Regions from separate parts of the Rattus norvegicus genome. Here region 1 is linked to region 2. Evidence: chromatin contacts called from public Hi-C data. All regions are on one chromosome and are shown on one strand. The core of a region is the stretch at or near the end of the contact, and the rest is flanking DNA. Distances in the headings are between cores, read along the strand shown. Region 1 overlaps Stat5a (signal transducer and activator of transcription 5A). Region 2 overlaps Stat5b (signal transducer and activator of transcription 5B).

Region 1 (7,076 bases), core at 2,947-5,446, 61 kb after region 2:
CACCTTAAACAACAGAGAAAGCAGAAATTTGGTAATGTAACCATAAAAGGAGAATTTAAAAAAATTTGCTCTTCGGGGCTGGAGAGATGGCTCAGTAGTTTAGAGCACTGACTGCTCTTCCAGAGGTCCTGAGTTCAGTGTCCTGCAACCACATGGTGGCTCACAACCATCTGTAATGGGATCTGATGCCCTCTTCTGGTGTGTCTGAAGACAGCTACAGTGTACTCATATACATTAAATAAATAATTTAAAAAAATACTCTAGACTTTTCCAAAGTCAAATTTAGTGAATAGAAGAGACGTGGCCTTCCCCCACCCCCTTTAGTTTTTCCACATAGGGTTTCTCTGTGTAGCCCTGGCTGTCCTTGGAGCTCGCTCTGTAGACCAGGCTGGCTTCGAACTCACGGAGATCTGCCTGTCTCTGCTTCCGAAGAGCTGGGAATAAAAGTGTGCACCACCCCCAACCCCTGCCAGAGTGGCTTTCAGATAGTCATGTAGCACACAACAATGCATTGGTCATCAATGGAACGGGGCTCTTATATGTTTCATACCATATAGCCTGAATATGTAGTAAGCCGTGACCTCTAATCTGTGAAGTTTTCTGATGTCCACACAATGACAAATCCCCTAACCATGCATTTCTCAGAATATATCCACACCCTTAAGTAATGCATGACTGTCTTTGCAAATCTCTTTCATGGCAGCCTTGATAAAAGATAGCCGTGTCTTGCTTTCAATCTGTGGTAATGTCTTGTAGCCGCTGGAAAATTCCATGGCACACTTGTTAGATATCAAGAGTGAAGCCTCTGGCTGGGGATGTGGCTCAGTTGGTAGTTTGCTCGCCCAAAGTGAAGAGGTCCTGGGTTCTGTCTGCATAAATTGAACATGGTGACCCAGGCCTGTAATTCCAGTAATTGGGTGTTGGAGGGAGAAAGATTAGAGGTTCAAGGTCATCCTCAGCTATACAGCAGGTTCAGTCTAGCCTGGGCTAAATTAGATCCTGTTACAAAAACAGAAAGGATAGAAGACCCAGGCTTGGTGTGCTTATCTATAATCTCAGCACCGAAAAAGGGCTATCAGCAAGAGGATGAGGAGTCTAAAACTAGCCTAGGCTACATAGGGAAACCACATCCCCGATTCAAAACACATGGCAGGGTAAATATGACTCTCTCTCTCTCTCTCTCTCTCTCTATATATATATATATATATATATATATATATATATGTGTGTGTGTGTGTGTGTGTGTGTGTGTGTGTGTGTGTGTGTGTGCGTGTGTGTGTGTGTGTGTGTAAAATTATCAAAGAGAGGGCTGGAGAGATGGCTCAGCAGTTAAGAGCACTGACTGCTCTTCCAAAGGTCCTGAGTTCAAATCCCAGCAACCACATGGTGGCTCACAACCATCTGTAATGGGATCTGATGTCCTCTTCTGGTGTGTCTGTAGACAGCTACAGTGTAATCATATATAATAAATCTTTAAAAAAATTATCAAAGAGAAAATCAAAATTATTTTAAAATAAGAAAATTAAAAAGTCATTATTACCCCCAATCATAAAGTTACCAGTTAAAACTCCAAGATTCATTTGCAATGATTTTTGTGTACAACATTGGTACTGTACAGTAAGAAAATTCAAACATTTTTCAACAAACTCTTTTTGCTGTGTTGGTCTATTATCCATATACTATGTAATTTGACAAGTTAAAGAAATTCAAGCAAAAGACAAAACAAGTATCAAGGCAATTGAGGTCTTAGGACTTTGTGAAAAATGGTTTCCCTTCCTGAGGGAAATTTCTGAGGGTCTCGGGTGCTCACCGGGGGTCCTTTAAATGACTCTTTGAAAACTGCAGATCTTGGTCTTTCGATCTTTTATCCAATAATTTTTTTTTTTCTATTCTTTTTTTCGGAGCTGGGGACCGAACCCAGGGCCTTGTGCTTCCTAGGCAAGCGCTCTACCACTGAGCCAAATCCCCAACCTCTTTCGATCTTTTAAAAATGACATTTATTTATTGTGTGTGCTTGGGCGGGCATGAATGCCATTGTAGGCATGTGGAAGTCAGAGAACAGTTTGTAGGAGATGGCTCTCTTCTCTAACGTGAGTCCTGGCCATTGAACTTGGGACTTGGGTCTTTGTGCTTTCCAGAAAGCACCCCCTAACCAGGCTGGTGACCCTTTTATTTCAAAAGAGTTTTTGTGGTGGTGGTTGTCAGGGTTCTTTGGTTTTGTTTGTTTGTTTTGGGATTTTTTGGGGGGGGGGTTCTTTTTTTCGGAGCTGGGGACCGAACCCAGGGCCTTGCGCTTCCTAGGTAAGCGCTCTACCACTGAGCTAAATCCCCAGCCCCTGTTTTGGGATTTTTTTATTGTTGCTGTTTTAGCTGATTTCATCAACTACTAAAAGAGAGGCATCAGAATATCCTCCCATGACTAGTGCTTTCTGTAAGCACTTCCTGTAGGGATTTTGAAACTGTTAACAGGTGCAGGTACAAACACTTATGATTAGTTTGCTTTTCTGATCAAGCATTCTGACAATTCTGGAATGGTTTTTTCTTTTCTTTCTTTCTTATTTATTTATTTATTTATTTATTTATTTATTTATTTATTTATAGACTTTTGAGACAAGGTTGTGCCATGTAGCCTAGGCTGGCTTTGAACTCATGATCCTCCAGGGGATTACAGATATGCTTTGTCATGCCCACCTCTCTCTCTCTCTCTCTCTCTCTCTCTCTCTCTCTCTCTCTCTCTTTCTTTTTCCTTCCTTCCTTTTTTTATTTTAGAATTTATTTTATTTTTATGTGTGTGTGTGTGTTTGTGTGTGTGTGTGTGTGTGTGTGTGTGTGTGTGTGTGTGCACTCTGAAGATATAAGCAATTGTAAGTTAGGACACAGGATCTGGGAATCAAACTGGGGTCCCCTGGAAGAACAATAAAAATAGTGAGAAGTTTTAAATGCTGAGTATCTGTCATATCCCTTAAAAAAAAAACCAAAAACAAAAACAAAAAGACAGGATCTTACTGTGTAGTCTTGACAATCCTGGAACTCACTACGTAGGTCAGGCTAGCCTTGAACACACAGAAATACACCTGGCTCTGCCTACCAAGTGCTGGGATTAAAGGTGGCTGCCACTCCCAGTTTATCATGGTTGTACCTAAATTTCCTTTTGCCGCCCTCCTTTCTTCTTTTCTTCTGTGCATGTAAGAATGTGTGCATGTATGCACGTGTGCATATGTGCATGTGAGCATGGTGTTCTTGTGCACTTCTGCATATAGAGGCCAGAGGTTGGTAGCTAGCATCTCGTCAGTTTTTCTCTATAATAATTTTGGAGCTCTCGGAGCTTCAGAGGTCTTCCGTCTCTGGCTCCCACCCTCACCCCACCCCCATCATTCTGTGGAGCTGGGGTTTCAGAGGAGCACCTTCATGCTGGGCTTTTATGTGGGTGCCGGGATGCACGCTCAAGTCCCTATGCTTGCAGGTAAACATTTCCACCATGGAGCGATTTCACTGGCCCCCTATCCATGCTTTTAAAAAATTTATAATGTAGCAAGACTTAGTCGTAGCATGAAAAGGGTTCATAATGCAGACATCGCCCTATTGAGTTTGACTTTGTATTTATTCTATTTCATTTTTAAGCTCAGCCAGGCCCCAGCCTCCCTGTGTACCTGGCAATGGCCTTGAGCTGCCTCAGCCTCCCAAGGGCTGGGATTTCGGGTGTGTACTATCACCTCCTGACAACCCGTGTTTAAGGGAGCCGTTTCCATTGCCTGTGTGCAGCACTGGCTTTGTGTTCTGAGTGAGGTTTGTATCCATATGTAGGTGGAGTCACTTTGTCTCATTTATCCAGCTCGATACTGTAAGCACAGAAAGTTGGAAATAGAGTTCAGTCAAAGAACCCTTGGCTGGCAGGCCTGGCGCTCTGGATTTGATCTCCAGCCCTGCAAATCAAAACACGAAGTACTGATCTGTTTGCAGAAGGGAAGACCCAGTTCCTCCGATGGAGCCAACGGTTGGTTGTCTTGGATCGTTTGGCCTCCTTCCCAGAAACCTGTGCAAATGGCCAGGAGAAATCTAAAGGGATCCTCCAAGGGAAGTCTGGGCCAGGACATTGGCAGTCCTGTGTTCAGAAGGAAGTTCTGAATCTAGTCAGTAGTCCTTCCGCCCACCACACTGCCGGAAAATGGGAACCATGTTCCCGTGAGCTTGTCCTGCTTGCTAGCGTTGCTTTTGTCTGTCCCAGCTTGTGTGTCCCTGGGGCAAGGATCAGGTCAATGTGACTTGGTTCTCGGAAGCCAGCCAGGAACTTGAATGAGCCATGCCAGTTTGCATGGTTTCTTGACTAGACCTAAGTAAGGATTCAGGGAGCCTCAAGGACCACTAAAGAGAGTGGTAAATGCCAGCATTCAGGGTCCTTTTAATGTGGCACAGGGGAGGGCTGCCAGCAGTGGAGATGGCCGGTAGCTTCAACCCTCAACTTGTTTGACACTGAGCCGAGCTGAGAGAGCTGAGCTGCTGGGTTTGTGTTCCCTGCATCACTCTGTCCCACACGTGTCTCGCGATTTCTTCTCAAATGTGAAAAGGGTGCTGGGGTGAGGGTTGAGCATGGATCTCAGCTGGTAGAGCACTAGCGGGACATGCAGGAAGTCAGTCAATTCCCAGTACCACAGACAACTGTGCATGATGGGCTACATCCGTGGCCCCAGCACTGGAGAATAAGTGTTCGAGATTATCCCTGGCTATACATTGAGTTTGGTGCCCTCCTCAGTTTCATGATCCCTAGGTCAACACCCACCTCTGACATAACATATACACAGATATGCACACACACACGGAGACATGCTTCAGCACCTGCCCCTGCATAGACACACCCATCCCCACATGCACGCATGGGTATTAGAACTACATTTCACCACCTGTTCCTGCCACCCGTGGGCTTCCCAACAGCTGATGGTGAGGCCCTGTCACCCCTCACCTTGTTCCTTATGAGAATCTTGCTGATTGTGATGGCTGTTCCTGGTTGTCAACTTGACTATATGTGGAATGAACTACAGTGCAGAATCGCAGGGCTCACCTGTGATCCAGATCTTGAGGCTGGCAGATACAAATTTCTGACCTGGATCTTGGCCTGGAGATCTTGAGGCTGCTTTACCAGGTGTAGCTTCATTACTTGAGCAAATTTACACACCTCCTGGTACCTGGTATACAGCTGTTGATCTAGCAAATGCCTTCTTCCCAGTACCTGTCCATAAGAACCACCAGGAACAATTTGCTTTCAGTTGGCAAGGCCAGCAGTATACCTTTACTGATACACATAGGATATATTAACTCTCCTTAGAAGGAATCTTGATCGTCTGTCTCTTCGGCAAAATATCACATTGGTGCACTATATCGATGACATTATGCTGGTTGGACCAAGTGAGCAGAAAGTAGCAACCACTTTGGACTCAATGGTAACACATGTGTGTATCAGAGGCTGGGAAATAAATCCAACCAAACTCCAAGGACCGTCTACCTTAGTGGAATTCTTAGGAATCCAGTGGTGTGGGACATTCAGAGATATTCCTTCTAAGATAGGTTATTGTACCCGGCCCCTCCCACAACCAAGAAAGAAGTTGCTCAAATGCCTATGGTTTCTACTCCTGCTACAATGCCATCTGCTGCCAAGCACGCACCTGTAGTCTCATTGGGGGGGTCCCTGTGATCACCAGACTGAAAAAGAGACGATAGGACCTGGTTGTCGGTTTGTCACGTCATGCTGGCACCACCCGCAAGTGGACAACTGCAGCCTTACAACCCCTTTCCAGGACAATCCTGAAAGATACAGGTGAAGGAAAATCTTCACAATGGGCAGAACTTCGGGCAGTACACATGGTATTACAGTCTGTTTGGAAGAAGAAATGGCCAGATGTACGACTGTTCACTGACTCATGGGCTGTAGCCTATGGATTGGCTGGATGGTCAGGGACTTGGAAAGATCCCGATTGGAAAATGGTGAGGAAGACTTCTGGGGGAGAATTATGTGGATAGATCTCTCCAAATGGGTAAAGGATGTGAAGATATCGGTGTCCCATGTAAATGCTCACCAAAAGATGACTTCAGCTGAGGAGGAGTTCAATAATCAAGTGGATAGGATGACCCGTTCTGTGGACAGTCAGCCTCTTTCCCCAGCCATCCCTGCCATTGCTCAATAAGCACATGAACAAAGTGGCCATGGTGGCCGAGATGGAGGTTATGCTTGGGCTCAACAACATGGACTTCCACTCACCAAGGCTGACCTGGTTACAGCTGCTGAGTGACAGATCTGCCAACAGCAGAGACCAACACTGAGCCCCAGCTGTGGCACCATTCCTCAAGGTGACCAGCCAGCAACCTGGTGGCAGGTCGACTACCTTCCCCTCCCTGGGCCAAACATACTCAACCCATTACACTAATGATATTCCAGGGGGCCGTACAATGCTTGTGTGCGTCTGTCTATCTGCCTCTCCCTCCTTCTCAGCTGAGCTCATGGTGGCCCACCCTGGTCAGGCACCACGCAGTCCCAGACAGTCACACTGCTCCTGAGAAAACACTGCTGAACTCAAGGGTGACTGGATGAGGTTGAAGAGCCAGGTCCTCTGGATGGGGCTCCCACGTCACGGATGGGGCTGAAAGGACTTGTCTCTGTCACCCCTCATTTGTAACCTTCGTCTGTCCACCAATTAGGACCAACCTGCATAGATCCTATATGTGACAGGCACTTTACAGCACCATCAGGTTTTTGGTCACCATAGTAGCCCACTGGGCTAGTGTCAGGATTCTACCCTTTTACAAATGGGGAAACTGAGACACAGGAAAGCAAGGTATTTGGCCATTTCACCCAGCTTTTTTTAAAAAAGGATTTATTTATTCTTATTTTCGGTGAATTGGTGTTTTTCCTGCATGTGTGTCTGTGTGAGGGTCTTGGAGCTCCTGGAACTGGAGTTACAGTCAGTTGTGAGCTGCCACGTGGGTGTGGGGAATTGAACCCAGGTCCTCTGCAAGAGTAGCCAGTCCCGTTAACCTTGGAGCCAACTCTCCCATCCCAGCTTTTCAAAAGCAGGGCTACTTGTGCC
Region 2 (6,506 bases), core at 114-2,613:
TCAGAAAGACAGACGAGACTCGGGACAGAGCGAGGCCTGCATGTTCTCACAGTGAGCTTAGCAGCCGCGCTCTTAACACAGAGCAGAGACTTATCTGGCCAAGTTCACCGTTGGAGTTACTGCTATGGAATCTGTAGAACAATGTTTGATTTACGACACCCACACACAGTCCAAGGCAGAAACAGTATGTGTTGACTAGGAGAATGGACTGTGGTGTTGCAATGGTTAGCGGTCGGGTTTCTCGTTGCTCTCCTTTTATAATGGAGATTGAACCTATGACCTGGGTCATGCCAGGCAAGAAGAGCTCCACAGCTGACCTATATTCCAGGCCTCTTCTGGACTTTTTATTTGGAGAGAGTGTTTCACTAAGTTAGTTGTCTAGGCTGACTATGTATTCACTCTATAGCCCAGGCTGGCCCTAAACTTTTCATTTTTAAATTTTAATTCATTTATTTGGTTTTGTTGTTGTCGTTTTGTTTTTTTGAGACAGGATTTCTCTTTGTAGTCCTGGTTGTCCTCAAACTCAGAGATCTGCCTACCTCTACCTCCTGAGTGCTGGGATTAAAGGCGTGCACCACCATGGCCCACTGAACTTGCTGTCTTCTAATTTAACCTAAGATCACAGGCTTGAGCCAGTAGTCTCAGCAACCGTGAGACTTTTTTTTTTTTTAATGAGCTATTGTGGTAAAGCCTATAATCCCTGAACTCAGGACATGAAGGCAGGAGGATCAAGAGTTCAAGGCCAACTTGGGCTTCCTGTGACCCTTTCTTAAACAACATCAAAACCAAAACAAGCTGCACCAACAGAAGCACACTTTAGAAAATGGCTTTCTGGGGTTGAGGATTTAGCTCAGTGGTAGAGTGCTTGCCTAGCAAATGAAAGGCCCTGGGTTCGGTCCTCAGGTCCGGAAAAAAAACAAAAAACAAAAAACAAACAAACAAAACAACAACAACAACAAAAAAAAGAAAATGGCTTTCTGGGGGCTGGAGAGATGGCTCAGCAGTTAAGAGCACTGAAGTCCTGAGTTCATGGTGGCTCACAACCATCTGTAATGGGATCTGGTGTGTTTGAAGACAGCTACAGTGTACTCAGATAAACAAACAAAGGCTTTCTGAAACTACTAGGAACCTTTTCTGACAGACCTGAGTCCATTTGGCAGAGACCTGGGATTCCCCAGACTGGAGAAGCTACGTTAATAGGAGGAAGACCTTGAAACCAGACTTGCTCTAACACTGCTTTCTGGGCATCTTGAATCCAATCTGAAAGTGACTGAGCTACTGATTTGCACAGTTCTCCTAAGGACTATGCTACAGCCATGGTCCAGTGCACTGGACCTGGGTTGTGTTGACGACCAGAGACGGCACATGTGTGCCAGGAAACAAAGATCCCTCTCTGTGAGCAGTGGCTGTCTGATCGAGTAACACTGAGCTATTTATGGGACAAGTCAGTTAGTCAGCAGTGAGGTGCGGGCTGGGTGCCGGTTACCTATTTTAGATGTGTGGGCTGCCATAGGATACTTGGATGGTTTAACTTGGGGCTTTCAGGCTTTAGGGCTGAGACAACAGTGAGATTTTCCAGTATAGCGGAGTTCAGTGGGTGTGGGTTCACCAAGAGGAAAACTGGGACGGGAGAGCAGTTCTGCTTCCTAGTCAGACATGTGGAAGACGGTGTTTCAGGGAGGTCTCCAAATCAGACCAGGACCACCAGCTCATGATTGTAGAGGAAAGGCAAAGAGATTGGGAGTGGAAGAAACTGGAGATTTAAGTATGTGGGGGGCCTGACAGAAGAGTGAAGAGCTGGGGTTCAGGTAAGCAGTCTTTCTTAGTTAAGAACAAGGAAGGGGTGCTGGAGAGATGGCTCAGTGGTTAAGAGCACTGTTGCTCTTGAGAAGGACCTGGGTTTGTCTCCCAGCACCCAGTTGATGGCTCACAACCATCTGTAACCCCAGCTTCAGGGGCTCTGATGCACTCCTCTGGCCTCCAAGGGCACTGCGAACCCACATAGTGCACAAACATACATGTGTACAGAACATTCATACATGCAAAATCAACATAAATAACATGAGAACAAATAAAGACAGACTCGGCTAGGAAGATGGCTCAGCCAGTGTTTGCCTTGCAAGCATTGAGGACCCAACTTCAAAGCCTAGAATCCGGGTAAAAAGCCAGGCAGAATGGTGTATACTTGTAATCTCAGAGCTGGGGCGGGGGGAGACAGGTGGGTCTCTGAGGCTCATCGGCCAGTCAGTCTGACTTAGACACTCTCTCAAAAGACAGAGTGGGAGGGAGCTGGGTATGGTGGCATGGTCACAGGCAGAGGTAGGTGGCTGTTCATGAGTTTGGGGTCAGCCTGGTCTATATAGCAAGTAACGGGCTAGCCAGGACTACATAGTGAGACCCCGTCTCAAAAATAAAATTAAAAGGTAAATAGCTCAAGCCTCCATAAGTGTACACACACACACACACACACACACACACACACACACACACACACACACATACTCAGAGCCACATATACACAGCCACACACTCAGCCCTAGAACAAGACAGAAGTAGGACCTCGTCATAGCTCCCTTAATGAAAATTTGAATGATTCCAACAGACACTAAAATCTCTTGTGTCTGCAAATTCACCTGCTGAACTGACTCAGGACAGAAGAAGGAACATGGTGGGAAGGTTCTGGGCTCACTCTGTCGTCCACTCTCTCTGTGCCACTGCCCTGGCACACATCGTATTCATTAAGGAAGGGGAAGCCATCTTAAACACACGGTGACTTTATCTACAACAGTGCTTGGCAATGAGCAGTACTGTCCTGTTGTTGTTGCTTAAGTACACAAATGTGAGCAAATGAAATTGAACGTGCCAGCTCTTTCCTTTTTTAAGATACATTTTTTCCCTATCTATTTATTTAATATGTGTGGGTGTTTGCCTGCATGTAGGTCTGTGGACCACAGGTGTGCAGTGCCCATGGAGGCCAGAAGAGGGCGCCAGATCTCCTGGACCTGGAGTTCCAGATGGTTGTGAGCTGTGGTTGTGGGTGCTGGGAATCCAACCCAGGTCCTCTGGAAGAGCAGCCAGTGCTCTTAACAGCTGAGCCATCTCTCCAGCCCCAAATCAGCTCTTTTCAAAGTTATAATGGAACACAACACCAGTATGGAATTCTATGGTGTAGAAGGAAACATCTCTCTCTTTTTTTTTTTTTTCCTTTTCTTTTTTTCAGAGCTGGGGACCGAACCCAGGGCCTTGTGCTTGCTAGGCAAGCGCTCTACCACTGAGCTAAATTCCCAACCCAGAAGGAAATATCTTAAATTAGCTCATCAACTCTGTTTAACTCCGGTGACTCTATATGGGTGGTCTCCCTTTCATCACACAGGCCTGTCTTTTTTCTGTCTAGTTTTCTTTTTCTATCTTTTTTTTTTTTTTTGGTTCTTTTTTTCGGAGCTGGGGACCAAACCCAGGGCCTTGCGCTTCCTAGGTAAGCGCTCTACCACTGAGCTAAATCCCCAGCCCCTTCTTTTGTTTTAATTTATCGTTTCCCACTGAATCCCAATAGAAGAGGACATGTCATACTGCCCTGTCCCCAAAGTGTGTGTGTAGCAGCTCAGCACAGAGAGCAGCAAACAAATATTTGTTAAATCCATGGTTCTCACCCTTCCTAATGCTACAACCCTTTAATACAATTCCTCATGCCATGGTGACCCCCAACTATAAAATTATTTCATCGCTACTTCACAACTGTAATTTTGCTGTTACGAACCATAATGTAAGTATCTGTGTTTTCCGATGGTCTTAGATGACCCAGTGGTAAGGTCATTCAAACCCCAAAGGGTTGTGACCTACACAGGTAGAGAACCGATATGCTAAATGAACAAGTACATAAATCTTTCACATGTCCTGTTGGCCAAGCATATTTCTGGAGTTTATTACTGCTTTAAGGGAGGAACAGCTCAGTGTGGTGGTATACACCTGTCATTCCTTAACCTTGGTAAACAAGCCAAGGTTAAGGCCAGTTCTGGTTTACAAGATGATACTTTGTCTCTCAAAAAAAACAAAAAAACAAAAAAACAAAAAAAACCCCAAAAAACAAAAAACAAAACAAAACAAAACAAAAACAAAAAACAAAAAGCAAAAAGCAAAAAGCAAAAACACCAAATGCCTTTGTTTGTTTTTTGAGACAGTCTCACTCAGTAGCCCTGGCTGGTCTGCAACTTAACACGTAGACCAGCTAACCTTGAACTCACAAAGATCCCCCTGTCTCTACCTCCTGAGTGTTGGTAGTAAAGGTGGGCCCGCCTCCAAAAGCTGTAAAGACAAAATTGCAGAAACAGCAGAACTGGACGGAGCTGTGCCAGGACAGGCAGGGTGTGGTATAAGGGCAATGCACGTTTTAGGTTTTCTATTTGTTCTTAGTTTTTATTAAAGAGTGGAATGCCGAGCTCTGAGAATTTGTCAGAATATTTCTATCTTTCCGATTCTGAGCATGGCATGGTATTTTTTTCTTTTTAAATAGCACACTACTTGAAGGGTAATAGCTGGTAAATACAAAGTGGTAATTGCCTTATTTTGATAAATGTGGCATAGTTTCACAACATAAAAGTGCTTTAATAGGGACAGGAAACAGAGCTCCAGAGTGGATTTTGCTCACTACCCGTCAAGAGGATAAGAAGGAATCGAAGGCTTCCAGCACACACATGTGATGAATGCTGAGTGACAGATTTCACAAGTAAGGTGATCTCATCATCACACACTATGTGAGGGGGCATGCCCTTCCCCAGATATGAAAAGTCTGTGTCCGTTAAAATTAAAAAAAAATATAAAAGCCACACTCAATAGTACAGTCGTGTTTGTGTTACTTTTAAACTGTGGGCTTTATCCACATAAACTATTCGAGGCTTACGTAGGTTACTGTGTACCCATTATGGCTCCTTGTTATAACTTCCTATAGCTCCCATTGTAACTTCCTACATGCTAAATAGCTCACTCCACACAAAAACTGTTCCCACTCCTCATCAGGTTAAACGCCCAAACGTCCAGTTAGTGCCTTTTCCATCCATGCCCGTCGGAACTCTCCACACTCACCAGGAAACAAGGTTGCACACAGGTGTAAGCAGGGGCCCTGTCCCCATACTTTCCGTCTATCCAGCCACCAGCTGCTACTCCTCCCGCAGGCACGCAGGGAGACGGCCTACCACGCGCATGCTCTTCTCTGCTTCTTGACCTGGCAGCTCAGTTCTCAGTGCGTGACACTCTGACAAGGGAGGAAGTGGTTTGTATCTCTGGTAAATCATCACGGGGGGGGGGGGGCTCCACTCTAAACACTGGGAAATGGATTCACCATCGTATTTTTAGGACAGGGTTGACAGTCAGCCGAGCTCTGTGCAGTCATACTTGTGGAGTTCACAGCCTTCCAGAGCAAGCCACAACGGCTCAGCCTGGACACAGAGTGCTATACCCACTAAACACACCCAGCACCTATGTTGACCCAGAACACGGACCTATCCAAGGGTGGAGAAGGTTAAAGGGCCAGAGGTACCTTTTTGTAGAAACCAAAATGTGTAACTGACCACAATGTCTCAGGCTTATTGGAAGCTAAAGGGAGGGAGGCCTCCTATGCAAGTGGCAGGTGTTATTTTGTATCAATAGCTAACAGTCTAGCAGAAACATTTTCTTTAACAAATATATATATATATATATATATATATGTGTGTGTGTGTGTGTGTGTGTGTGTGTGTGTGTGTGTGTGTGTGTATTTAGGGCAGCTCTGGGTAGCCCAGGCTTGCCCCTGGCACTGGACTCAGGATGTAGTTCAACGCCAGATCCTCCCACTCTGCCTCCTGTGTACTGAGATTATAGGTGTGTTCTGTTACTTTTGTGCTGGTGATCAATTTGTGCCTGTTAGTCAGAGCTCTACTAACTAAGGATATACTCCCAGCCCAAAACATAAGCATTTGCAAACAAAGCCATTACTCTGAAGGTTTTCAGAACACCGGAGACTGTTTTGCTATAACTACCCTGGCAGAAAGTAGGCTCTCTCTGCTGGAAGCTTCCAGAGAAACTCTGCCAGTAGACTGAACGAATTCTGGCTTGAGGAGAGATGAGGGTCTAAAACACCCACGGAGAGATATGGTTTGCCGATGTAGTTTTTATTATGTGGAACATCTATAATTGCTGAGTTTTTCTTTTCTGTGTGGCAGCAGAGCTCGAACCCAGGGCCTCACACGTGCCAGGTGAGCCCTGTAGCGCTAGGCTACATCCCCAGTAGGATTGGGGATAGAACATGAGATTAATGTTCTGAAGACCACGCTGAGCTCAGCTACTTACAGGTTTTCAAAAGACCTGCTCTCCCAATTCCTCTGTGCCTCAGGCTTCAAACTTCCTAAATGAGGAGAATATGTCTGTGTGTGCGTAGGGTGTCAGAAGCATGGGTTATATGTGTACATATGTACGTATGTGTAGTCAGCCCCCGAGGGGCCAACGATTCACACTTACACACAGGACTTCCTACT

Evidence for each region. Hi-C and Micro-C count contacts between places; a contact is called where the count stands out from the background.
Region 1: a Hi-C map of liver shows a contact between it and region 2, with 2.7 times the contacts expected there. The contact joins two enhancer-like sites. A contact is called at or near these places in 4 of 12 Hi-C or Micro-C datasets (hepatocytes, kidney and liver).

Annotation. Positions count from the first base shown.
Region 1 is chr10:86,292,320-86,299,395 of GRCr8, forward strand. All of the region lies in intron 5 of Stat5a (signal transducer and activator of transcription 5A), which reads left to right. Among named protein-coding and RNA genes, the nearest start is that of Stat5a, 10 kb to the left of the region's middle. Within about 2 kb of position 4,197, at least 2 of the 93 cell types and tissues checked have an H3K27ac peak or open chromatin away from gene starts, as enhancers often do. A contact at or near this core is called in liver, where this site is marked.
Region 2 is chr10:86,234,073-86,240,578 of GRCr8, forward strand. The region is part of intron 1 of Stat5b (signal transducer and activator of transcription 5B); the gene reads right to left. Among named protein-coding and RNA genes, the nearest start is that of Stat5b, 39 kb to the right of the region's middle. Within about 2 kb of position 1,364, at least 7 of the 93 cell types and tissues checked have an H3K27ac peak or open chromatin away from gene starts, as enhancers often do. A contact at or near this core is called in liver, where this site is marked.